Regions from separate parts of the Arachis hypogaea genome. Here region 1 is linked to region 2. A link is a contact called in public Hi-C data. All regions are on one chromosome and are shown on one strand. Each heading gives the region's core, a stretch centred on a gene start, on an enhancer-like site or on the middle of the called end of the contact. The rest is flanking DNA. Distances are from core to core; before and after follow the strand shown. Region 1 holds the start of LOC112756011. Region 2 overlaps LOC112756009 (ribosomal RNA-processing protein 8).

Region 1 (6,361 bases), core at 3,783-6,282, 42 kb after region 2:
AGAAAATAAAATTAATATATGAAAATATTATTATTACATTCTCAATTATTATGTTTCTTATCAAATAGCTCATCATTTTATTGATATTGAAGTTATTTTAGAAATTAATAATCTATTTCAAATATATATATAATAGAACAAACATATTCTAATTTATTCTTGAAATATTAAAACGAATTCCCAATTATTTATAGTACTTAACAAAACATTTTTATATAATGATACACATGTATAATATTTCCGGCATAATATTTCTGAGAATATAATTATTTGGAATATATTTCTTAACCTTGACACAAATTAAACACCCACAAAACTCTTATTCATATTATGATTGAATGAATTTAACCTAAATTTAAAAATGGTTAAATATTAATTATTTATGTGTTTTAAACAATGCATGCAAAAAATATGACCAAACTTTGATTTCTAGATTTTTTTATTTTTATAAATATTTTTCTATTTACAAAAAGGTAAATAATATATCAAAATTTGATATCTAAAATTCTTTTTGCTAATATATATATATATATGACTCTCTAAGTTTTTAAGATAATTTCATGATATATATAGTATTAAGTTTTTAAGGGTTAAATTCATATTACCTCTATTCTAAATAAAGATCAAATTGTAGTACAACTTAAAAATGAATTTGTGCATAACCTAAATTTCAAATAATTTCGTGATAAAAAAACAGGGAAAAAGAAAAGAAGAAGGTAAAAGTAGCTAAACATAACTCAAAATTGAAGGTCCAATTTTTGATAATACAAAAAATTTTAGAGTAATGATTTTGAGTTTAAGATTAGGTATCAACATTTTAATTCAACACATAAGGCAGATAAAAAATTTAACCAATATTTTTTGTAAGCATTGAATTGAACTAATATATTTTACAATTTGGGATAGAAGGTTATTATTAGATATTATTATTCATATTTTGAAGTTTAAACTTCAAATTTTGAATTCAACCGTATGAATAATAATGTTAAAGCAAAAAGAGAATTATTAATTAACTAATTACTAAATAAAAATTAATTTTCAATTTTTTTTATTTATTCTATGCAAAGAGTTCATACTTCAGTTTTCCTTTTTAAGTATCGACTCCTATGTTTGGTTTTTATCTACAAATAACAATTATTCATTATTTAATATTTATACAAAAGTTGGCAGCGTATCTAGTGAAAGGGTGACATGACGCTGCATGCCATGCACCGTTGCCTAATAATAATAAAAATATATATACATATTAAATTATTTAATAATTTTGAACTATTATATTAATTTTATATAAAATTAAGCGTATTTAAGTTTTTACGTATATATTTGATTTGATTCCCAAGATTAACGGCAGCGTGTAAAACACAGAGAAGTGAAAGCTATAATGGGCTATGTAGCTCTGTAAACCCTATTCATATATTCATCCCTCTTTCCTACGTTCTTTTCTGTGCCTATGCCTATCACTCTATCTCCTCAATTATCCTCATCCACATTCTTTATTTTTTATCCATATTATAATATAATATTAATTAATAACCATTATCATCATCACCTGCATGCACCGTATTTCTATATTTGAAAGGTAGGTCAACTGAATTCAAATGATAAAATAATTAATTTTTATTCAATTTGTATTAGGTTGTTTATTAGAATTAAAAAAAATTATATTTATCGACAAAATTATATGTCTAGTATTTTAATTTATATTCATCTAATTTATTACTTTTGCTTAAATCTATGATTATTTACTTAGTTAATCAAATTGACAGATTTTCTTTTATATGTTATAAAATAAAAATTAAAAACCAAATAAACTAATTTAAATTATTTTTTTATTTCTTACCGTATTTTCCAGTATGACAAATCAAGAACAAATTCACTATAAATTTAAACTCGATTGAAAAATCTATCACTAACCAATAGAATATTATATATACACGAGAAAATTTAAATTTTTGATAGTTACACAAGTGAGATCCAAATTGGTTCATTTATATATTTGGCCATATGAAACTTCCTTTCACATAGTGTTGTCACTTAAAAATGGGTTTGATCATGTAACAAAACAATAGACATGGCAGTTTCCTTTTTTTGTTTTTTAAATGGAACACATTCGAATCCGTCAAGTTTTAATGGTCTTCTTTTCTTTTCTTTTTGGACTTGGCCTATACAAAAATAGTTTTAAGATCCAACAAATAATGGAAGGGCTTCAAATAAGCTCAAAGCCTACTTCTAAATAGACTTCCTAAATGGGCCTGAAAGCCTTCTTCTAATTCTAAAGAAATAGTGTGGGACTCACACAGGGCTTTAGCCCCATCTTTAATACCAAAAAAAAAAAAAAGTGGGACTCACACATGTCGCGTATAAACCAAATGTATAAATAGAACAATGCTAGACAGTTAACAAATATTATCATTTTGATCAATAATAATTTGTATTCATATTTATCAAAATTTTATACAAAAAATATATAATTTACATTTTATATTTATATTTATTAGAGTTTGCATACATAAATCAATACCGTTTGCGCTAACATTTTTTAGAATCTACACATATGAATTAGTAAAATGTATTTGTTAAAGACAATTTAGCATTTGTGCTAATCAAATAATATCCAAAAAGAAAAAGTATAGGGCACTGTTGTTAAAATCTGGTCAATACTTAATCAGCAAAAGAAAAGATGAATAATTCCACACCATTAGATGTAATCTCCCATCATTAAAAATACTAATGATGACTAATAGATAGCTACAAATTACAGAACCTACACCTAGAATAATTTTATTGACCATACCATACTAGGTGTACATTAAAATCAACTCATTTACTCAAACAAATTTACATTGTTAAGGATATATTATATATAAATAGAAGCTAATTGAAAAAATAGGATATCCTCAACAAACTGGCAGATCATAGTTACCAATGTATGATCAAAGGTAAAATAATAATATGATACATAGAAAACTCGTACACATCTATAAACATGTAAGCTTACTTGTTTCATGCGAATCCCGGAATCCATAACAAAATGGAAGAATAGCTTAGGAAACTGATGTAAAGCATTGCTACCACCTCCGTACTAATGATGTGAGCAGCTACAAAACAAAACAAAAGGTTTTCATTTCCACGATGATTCAATATCTCAATGCTTTTACATATGGCCATTCAATCCCTTAAGTTATTTACTATGAAATGAATTCTTTTTTCTTCAAAAAAAGATAAGCATATTACATAGCTTATGATCTTTTGTAATCGTTTCTAAAACAGACAACTTGATGATAACTAAGATGTGGATACATGTTATGTTAAGCAGTTTGGCCAAATATATTAAGTCATCTAACGATTCACAACTATTATGTAGCAGAGTTATGAATTTTAGTATCTTAAGATTTTGTATACCTCAAAGAGTTCGAAAGGACTGCCACGGCGATAGACATCGTCGTCGGCCTTGCTTTTATTTGGGAGAGGAAGAAGAGTATAGAGCAATGCTCTGAATGTGATGAGCAAAACAGCAGTGCTTCCCAGACTCACAAATATGAAGCCATAGTTTGGAAGATTACCGGACGTTGCGGTCCTTATTGCTATTCCTATCTGTAAACAAAATGACAACAATGAAATAAGAAGCTTATGAATCCAAAGCAAACTGAATGGATAATGATTGCTTCACAACTTACTTATACTAGGTTTTTTTTTTTTTAAACAAAAAGCTCAACACAACAAGGTGAAGCAACCAGAAAGTACAAAGTTATTAGGTAATAAAACAGAAAATTAAACTGTAGTCATCTCCAGCATAGCTATCAATAACTAGAAGGATTAAAATCAGTCTACTCTTTGTAGCTCCTAATCGAACTTACTTATACTAGTGAAGACATTGATGAGTTGATTAAGAAAGCATTCAACTTACAGGGATCCCAAGTGCCCAGGACTTAGCAGTAGCAATGAGAGCAGTGGGGAGACCCTTCATCCCTCGGCCATCCTCGCTGTAACCTCCAAGAAAGTAAGCACCAAGGAACCATCCTGTGCAGCATTATCCAATCAAGAGTGCTATTTATACAATCTAATGAGAATGAAGCAAAGTACCGGCTATGAAAGGATCGGCGGTTCGCAGGGTTTGGAGGTCCATGGTAGATAATCCATGACTGTATCTTCCAATGGTGGCAAAGACAAGTAAGGCCAATACATCCACACCAGCTAGCAGAGCCACACGCCTGAACAATAATCATGTTTTCACTAACTTGTAAAATATTAAACTATTCTTTCACCTTAATCCATAACAACAATAAAAAAGTTTCGCCACAAATTCAGTTCAACAGAATACATAAATTCAATTACAATTTTAATCTTTATTATTTTATTTTATGTTTAATTATTATTATCTTATTTTTATTTGCTTTTATCTATTTTTAGGCCAATGCTATATATATATTTAATTTTATCTTCATAATACAATTCAATTCAATCAATTAAAAAATACAAAATATAATATTCTTTCTCTCTTCTTTTTCTTATTCTTTCACAATTTTATCATTTTGACTCGGAAAAATTTAAAGAAAAAGGCAAGATTACCCCCATTTTTGAATACGGGAAGAAGAAGAGGAGGAGGTTGGCTTGTCAAACTGGATGACACCCTCCAATGGAACATCCTGGGCAGTGACAAAAAGGGGTTGGTCATTGGAGGTAGCTGAAGAATTGGAATTGTTGTTGTCTCCTTGAGCCTTGGTGATTGTGAGATGATGAAAGGGTCTTCTTGTTGTTGGATTAAGATGGAATGAGGATGGAAGGGGTTTCAAGTTTAGAGATGAACAAGGGGTCAAGAAGGACGCAATTCCAGCCATGGATGGATCCACGATTCACTTCGATTTTATTATCCACACACTACAAAAACAAATAACCAATTAAGCAAAAATACACACACATTCACTCTACTGACACACACCCATTAGATACTCTTTTTTTCATCAGAGAGATTCCAACCCATGTAGCACCTTTAAGAAGCAAATACATTTGCCATTGGGACAAGCCTCAGCCACAAAGCTAATTGGTAATTGTTGAAAGCAAAATAAAAGCCCAAATTCTTTTGTCAAAATGGCTATGCTTTAGTAATCAACTATGACCTAACGTCCTAACCCATCCGTTTATTGAAGCCCAGTATGAATATTTACTTCTTGGGCCATCATATTTTGTACCTCTGACCCTTTGACATATTTTTTAGGCCCAAAAAGTGTAATTCAAGCCCAGAAAAAACATGAAAATGCTTGACAAGATTGTTAGGTGATTTTTATTTTTGGATATTAACAAATGTTGTTAAGTTGAATACAGCTTTACTCTATGGATAACAAATTGGCTTACTAATTTGCTATAACTCTAATGCACCTTGGAAAACAAATAATTACTCAAATCAGTCCGAATTGTTTTTAAGATTTGACATTTTAGTCTTTTAAATATTAAAATTATAAATAATCTCTAAAGTTTAATTTCGTCAATCTCGTATAAATTATTCCGTTAGTTATTCACAAAAAATATTAACATAGAACATTAAGTCACATACGTGACCATTAAATATTTACATATGCGAGATGGACGAATCAATCTCTGTGGTAAGATAGATGAATCAATCCCTCGACTCCACAACCTTCTTCCTTTCCAACACACTTTTCTCCACTATAACAGTTCATGTCTCCTCCTCCTTCTCATCATCTCCAATCTCCCTTCTCTACTCCTCTTCCATTGCCCCTCTCCTCTTTTTCATCATTAACTTTGTCCTCTTTTATATCGCCTCCACTCGTGATACGTGTTTTAAATGTTCGTGTGTATCATGAAGAGTGCAAGTATTATTTTGTAGTTATTAGCTTAAATTTTTTAAATATTAAAATGTTAAGTTTAATTTCATGTATTTTTATTTTATTTATTTTGTTAGCATATTGGACTTTATGTTACTTGGTTTAAGATTTTTTATCTTTAACCTAGTATGAGGTATATAAATACCTTTTAAACTATTGTAGGTGTCAAACATAGATTAGAGGAATGAAAAATCACTTGAGAGTTTCGTGAAAAAATTATGGTATAGACAAATGAGGTTGAGTGAGTCCCTCTCTTATTGTATCAAAAAATTGGATAAAAGGTAGAGTAATTTCCTTCCGTTCAATTTCAGTTTATCCAAACTATGGTAATATAGACAAGTAAGTTTAAATGAGTCCACTTCATGTTACATTAAGAAATAGAATAAAAAGTAGAATAATTTCCTTTGTACTTAATTTTAATCTATTCTTTTTGTTGTGGCGAATGAGAGTGTGTTGAAAAGATGGAAAATTATAAGGTCGAGAGACTAATTCTTTCAGCTCGCACGTATAAACACTTA
Region 2 (6,532 bases), core at 3,806-6,305:
GTATCCAATGATCCTAACATAATTGCTTGTGACATGTCAAATGTATGTTTCCTTCTTGCAACACTAGTAGTAATACAACAGAAAGTTACTTTTGTTACATTTTACTGTTGCAGTCTCATAGTTATGTCTTCATACATCTCCATAAGAGGATATTGTCCCATATTCAGAAAATAGAATTTATATTGGCTGTAACATGTTTACTGTAGAACATGAATCTCATTATAGGCTATAATAGTTGCTCACATGTTACAATTCAAACGTTATTGGTCAGGGTTCAGGTTTCTATATCTGTCTCACAGTGAAATGTACATTCCTTGTATTCTATTTATACCTTAGCCAACTCATAAAAAAGCATGTGGATTCCTTTATCTACCAAAAGGAAGGGAAAATGTGCATTCCTGGTGTCCTAGTATTATAAATTTATAATTATGTATACCTTCGAGCATTTAAAGCCTAGTACTATTTTAAATGAGTAGAAGGAACCCTAAAAAGAGTGTCAGTTTTTGTTTCAAAATCTGAAAGGTTTATGGAATGATTATTTACAAGAGGATCTGCATTTTGTGGTTGCTGTCAGACACCGCTTGATGACTCATCTATTGATGTTGCTGTCTTCTGTCTTTCTTTGATGGGAACCAACTACCAAAGTTACATCAAAGAAGCAAACAGGGTGCTTAAGCCAGGGTTTGTTCCTTCTCCATTATTGAATCTTTCCAGGCTTACAATTGCTCAGAACAGGATCTAACATAGTTTTGGACAGTGGCTGGCTGTTGATAGCAGAAGTAAAGAGCAGGTTTGATCCAAACACTGGAGGAGCCAACCCTGAGAAGTTTACGAATGCTATTTCTGAGTTAGGTTTCAAGTCTGTAAAAAAGGTAAAACGGATGCATCTTTTCGAGATTTCTATTAACAAATCGTATGATGTGCTAAACTGATATTGACAACCATGCAGGACTTCTCAAATAAAATGTTCATTCTGTTTTACTTTACAAAAAAGGTATGCAGCTTATTGCTCATTGAATAGCACTTCCAATTTCATCATTTCATTCATCTGTGATTATATTTGCAGTGTCTGTTTTGAACCTCACCACTGATTTAGTTCCCTCTTTCTGTGTGTAGGATAAGCAAAATTTTAAAAGGAAAGAAATTGAATGGCCTTTGCTTAAACCTTGTTTGTACAAGCGCCGTTGAGACCAAGTTAGCTTGCTTTCTTTTTTATGTTCCTCAATTCTCACTTGTTATATGCTCAAAATTTTAACCATCTTTTTTTTTTTTTTCCCATATATGCCTGTCTTGTTGATCATTAAGGCATTGTTTGTTACATTGTATTAGGTCTTATATTAAAATTTCAGGTTTCATGATGCTAAATAGTATATTTTTATGTTCGAGTCCAGCAATATTATACATAGTTCTTATCGTACTCTATGCTAAGATTTATATATTTAAGGTATGTTTGGTTGGAGGGTAAACATCAGGATAAAAAATGTATCATAATAGTAGATAAATACCATGACTTACGATGTTAGTTCTGTTAAAAAAATTTACATTATATTAATACTCTCATATGAAGTTGAAAATAAAAAACCCATATAACTATGACATGAACACTCCCATACCAAGGTCGCCAGTATAATTTTTCATTATCGAGTTTAGTCAGTCTTATAAAATTCCATCACTCCTAAAGCAAAGCAGGCTTGGCATGCAACTTGAAAATTAGAAAACCCTGGTTTTCCACAAAATCCTGGAATTCTGTCATGGTTCTTCACTGCCATTATCAAGAAACATGAGATTGTCAAAGCCTGTAACCATTTTATCAGCTTCTGTGGGTTGAATTACTTCAGGCATTATGAAATCCACAACTATCACTTTATCATTTTGTGGCAAAGATTTGTAACAATTCCTTATGATTTTCAATCTTCCTCACACCAATTGTGCAATACACCCTGCAAATATAATTGGAAATGCATATTGTAATCACATAACATGCAAAATAGGTGGTATGATTTTGAGATGATAAATAGCTCAGTAAGATTATTTTATATCTGTAGTTATTTTTTTCTTCACGGTGACAGTACATACACAAATTAAATCCAACAAGTTATTAATGGACAATTAGGAATATGATGAAATCGTAGTCAAGTGTTATAAGTTAAATTGTTTGGACTATAACCTTCAATAATATGGCATACAAACATGTCTCCTGCAATTTGTTCTATACCTACAAAGAATTTCATAATTCATTATTTAGTAGTAGTAATATATAAAAGAATTAAGCAATGTTATTTGAGCTTTTGATTATTGATTAATTGTGGAATTCAGGATATCAATCTTTCAATTGTTGTTTAAATCAGATCATGCAATGTATTATTGCTCCGGAGCAAAGTTGAACAACCCAACCAAAGAGACTCATACTAAACTTATTATTGTTTTTATAATAATATAATGAATCACCAAGTTTTGGGCAAAACACTATAATAAGCTAACATCAGTTCAAATTTACCTATATGAGCCAAAAGGAAAATCGATTCAGCAATAAGCCAAATGGTATTTTAATGTAATTCGAACCAGGCTAGTTCGAACTGCATTTAGGAATAAATCGAACCAGGCCAGTTCGAATTAGGAAGAAAGAGTTGTTAGTAAATCGAACCAGGCTGGTTCGAACTAGCAATGCATGTAATTCGAACCACCCTAGTTCGAATTATAGGTAAGTTAGTGTCTTCAAGTAATTCGAACCACCCTGGTTCGAATTACACTTAAGCTGCGTTCTTAGTAATCGAACCACCCTGGTTCGAATTACTAGTGATTGGGTATATAAGGAGTTCGAATCAGCCTCATTCGAACCATTCTCACCTTCCCCTACCCCACCAAATCTCAGAGAAAACGATCCAGATTCTCTCTGACAAAGACCTCGCCGGATGCTGTAAGTCTTCACACTTAACAGGGCCTCGTCTTTATCCTGAAATTGGTGACCAACCTGGAACTCTGTCAAACCAGCAGTCCCTTCAGCATCTCTAGCTCCGAATCCAACAGAGTGCCCTGAAACACCCTCTTGCCTCATGGCATCCAGGTCCAAAGAGGAAAAATGTGGTGGATACTGATGTGTGCCAGAACTAGAACCACCGACCGCCAATGCAGGCTCAGTCGGTCCAACCTCGTCGCCACTGTCATCCTCAATCATATCCGGTTCGACGTCGTCCTCCTCTACATCACCCAACACTCCGTCTCCGACGCCAACCGGTGGAACTCCCTGTAAAGCGTTCGGCAGAATATCAACTGATCCTACCACGTCGCCTACTCCATCATTGAGATCAACAGCAAAAGACGGGGAGGCGACTGGTTGAACCGCTGGCTCGTACACAGGACGGACGAAGAAGCAACGGCAGAACTGGAACCGGCTGCCGCTGCTTCAGTGGTGGCATTCCGGTTCGAACCCCCTGAGCTGGATACCACATCAACCAGCTTTGCCAACAACTCTGGTGTCCTCACCTCGGAAAACTGCCTCCGACATAGAAACATGACTTGCAGGTCCTCATCACTACCAATCGTGAAGCAATCATACTTCACGGTATCCTGCAAGACAGTGATTGGAATGCGATAGAAAAACTTCTTCACTCGCTTCGCACCTTCCAGACCAAGTTTCATCAGCACATATCTAACAAGGTCATCATAGCTCGTCGTTGGTTTCACGACAATACAGAGAGGATCCTTATCTGTAAACTTCACACCGGAGCGAGTTTTCCTCTTAATGGATCCTCTGTGGTGAACCAAAACCACAAAACTCTCCTCACTAGCCATCTTACACCCTCTATGAGAGCAACTCACGTTTAGAACCATATATATACTGCACTGTCTACCACTAAATCGAACCGGACTGGTTCGAATTCAGTTTGTGTAATTCGAACCAGCCTGGTTCGAATTACTTGATGCAGCGTCTCCCCATATAATTCGAACCAGCTTGGTTCGAATTATGTGCTGCAGTTTCCTCCCCTGTAATTCGAACCACCCTGGTTCGATTTACTTGAACCAATTACTCTCTTAGTAATTCGAACCACCCTGGTTCGAATTACTCATGAATAGAGTTCGAACCATACTGGTTCGAATTACATAAAGATAGGTCTTGACTCATTGCTGAAACAATTTTCACTTTGGCTTATTTAGGTAATTCTCAACTTCCCTTGGCTTATAATGGTTTTTTGCCCCCAAGTTTTGATTCATTATAGTGAATTTTTCTAATTCGAAATGAGTAAATTATCATTGAAGTTCAACAATGTATGAGGAAAAATTTAGATGATGTTACAATTTTATATCATATATACTAGAAACAAAAATCTAAAAACAAAATTTAAAGAGTTACATCTAAAATAACTTTAATATGAAATTTTTGAAAGAAAAAGTTGTTTAATAAACTTTTTACTTTAGGCCCTTAATTAATTAAGTGATGTACCTGGAAATGTTGGAGCATTTAGAATCACTTGGGGCAGATCAAAATTGACACCCTTAATTGAAAGATACTTGTTGATAATCATTTTTTTTTTTCAAATGGTTTGTCAGCTCCCAATCTTAGGCATTACAAATTCACCCACACCACATTTACACAATACTTAAGGGTTCCATCTACTATTTGGTCCAGTCAAATTTCGAATCTGTACACGGAATATAGTCGATTAAAATTTTTTATATATCTTGTCTGTACATATTTCGTTTACAATATAAAAGAGATACTTATATAATTGTCTCATTTACAGTATAAATAGGATAAATAATACAATATAAATTATTATATTCTCAAATTATGTATTTAAGTAAATAGAATATTTAATTTATTTATTTGAAAAAAAAAGTCCTCATCTCTATGGTACAACCGTACAAATGTTGGCCATTCCTTTGTTTTTTTGTGTTTTTTTTTTTTTTGTCACGGGCCATTGCTTTGTTACACACATCGGTTCCATTTTGGGTCAGACTGAATTCCTTGATTTGTTGGCATTCCATGAGTTTTCATGAACAGGCCTTTATCACAGTCCAAAAGTATGTCCTTAAAATTGAAGCTAATAGCATGAAACATAAAATCTTGGTCAATCTTTTTTTTGTAACAATAACAGCAAAGTCTTACCCTATTGGTTTGGGTAGACAACATAGATCAAACAATGTCATTGTCTTCTATCATATTTATAATGAAATTGCTAATACTTAGAATTTTTTTGACCACCTCATAAAGTTTTTTAGTTCTTCCTCTGCCATTTGTGTCCACTTTTCATCCTATCCACATTTTTAACTAAGTACTTTGTTGATATTTTTTTCACATGTTTAAATCATTTGAGATGAGATTCTACCATCTTTCTACAATAAGTGCTACTCTAACTTTTTCTCTTGTATCTTCATTCCTTATTTTATCCATATATGTAACCACTCATCTATCTTCACATATTCGTCTCTGCTACAATTAGCTTATATTTATACTCTTCTTTTGCCGTACAATACTTTATTCCATTTAACATAGCCGGTCTAATGGCAGTGCAATAACATTTTCTTTTAAGTTTTAGAGTTAATTTTTTGTCACATATAAAATAAGATACAAATCACTACTGTAACCAACCAACTTATATCCGATATTTTACGTCCTCTTTAATTTTTTTATTCTCTTATATGATACGCCTAAGATAATTAAAACACTTTACTTATGATAAAATATTTTTTTTCAATTTTTACTTCTATATTATTATTTTTCCATCACTTACCAAATTTACATTCTATATATACTGTCTTACTGTAGCTTATACTCAAATTATACCCTTCTAAAACTCGTCTTCATAACTTTAGACATTTGTATGAGTAAATTAAAAAAAAAAAAAACCTTAATATTAGAATTAGTTCATCACACTTGATCTTTAAAATGGAGTAATGTTTTTTTTTTCTCCGTTTATCCCAAACTTGACTTCACAAATAATTTAAGATGGTATAGTAATTTATTGATCCATTGTGGAAATTCAATTGTTTGGCCAATTGAAGGGAAAATAAAATTCTCAATTAAATGATTAATTAATTCATTACTTAATTAAATGGGGATAAGGTTTCTTCAATTCACTGTCTAGATCAGAATCAGAGGGGGCATGTGTCCATGTCCTTGTGTTTACAGGTTTTTTTTGGCTGTTTATATCTTTATTACTATCTCAGCATATTTAATCAAAATATCTTAGCTTCAATGATATGGAATATTAAATAATATTTTATTATAAAATTATCTTTTAATTTTATTAGTTAGACAATTTAGAATTTATAATTAAAATTTAAGATTTAAAATTTAAAATTCAAAATTAAAAAAAATTAATTAATATTAACCATAAAAAGTTGACTTTCTAATCAAACTCTAGCTAGGCAAATAGTCTAGATATTAATTGTATATCAAATGGGTAAAAAATAGAATTAGAGGACTATACAAAAATATTATCTTATGGGCAATATATTAATATTAATTGTATATAGATCAAATTAAACCACTAGCTAGGATGTCTGACTTTTCTGTAAATTCTTATGTTTT

What was found. Hi-C and Micro-C count contacts between places; a contact is called where the count stands out from the background.
Region 1: a contact with region 2 is called in a Hi-C map of an unstated tissue, with 8 times the contacts expected there. The contact joins the promoter of LOC112756011 here to the enhancer-like site in region 2. A contact is called at or near these places in 4 of 8 Hi-C or Micro-C datasets (leaf and an unstated tissue).

Annotation. Positions count from the first base shown.
Region 1 is chr6:115,364,731-115,371,091 of arahy.Tifrunner.gnm2.J5K5, forward strand. LOC112756011 reads right to left here and starts at 5,033. Exons shown (of 5, transcript XM_025804399.3): 1 at 4,570-5,033; 2 at 4,084-4,211; 3 at 3,908-4,020; 4 at 3,403-3,594; 5 at 2,806-3,098. The coding sequence starts at 4,838. The coding sequence ends at 3,069.
Region 2 is chr6:115,323,121-115,329,652 of arahy.Tifrunner.gnm2.J5K5, forward strand. It overlaps LOC112756009 (ribosomal RNA-processing protein 8), which reads left to right. Exons shown (of 10, transcript XM_029294105.2): 6 at 1-42; 7 at 575-681; 8 at 758-872; 9 at 950-994; 10 at 1,117-1,365. The coding sequence ends at 1,188. Among protein-coding and RNA genes, the nearest start is that of LOC112756009, 5.3 kb to the left of the region's middle. Within about 2 kb of position 5,056, at least 2 of the 3 cell types and tissues checked have open chromatin away from gene starts, as enhancers often do.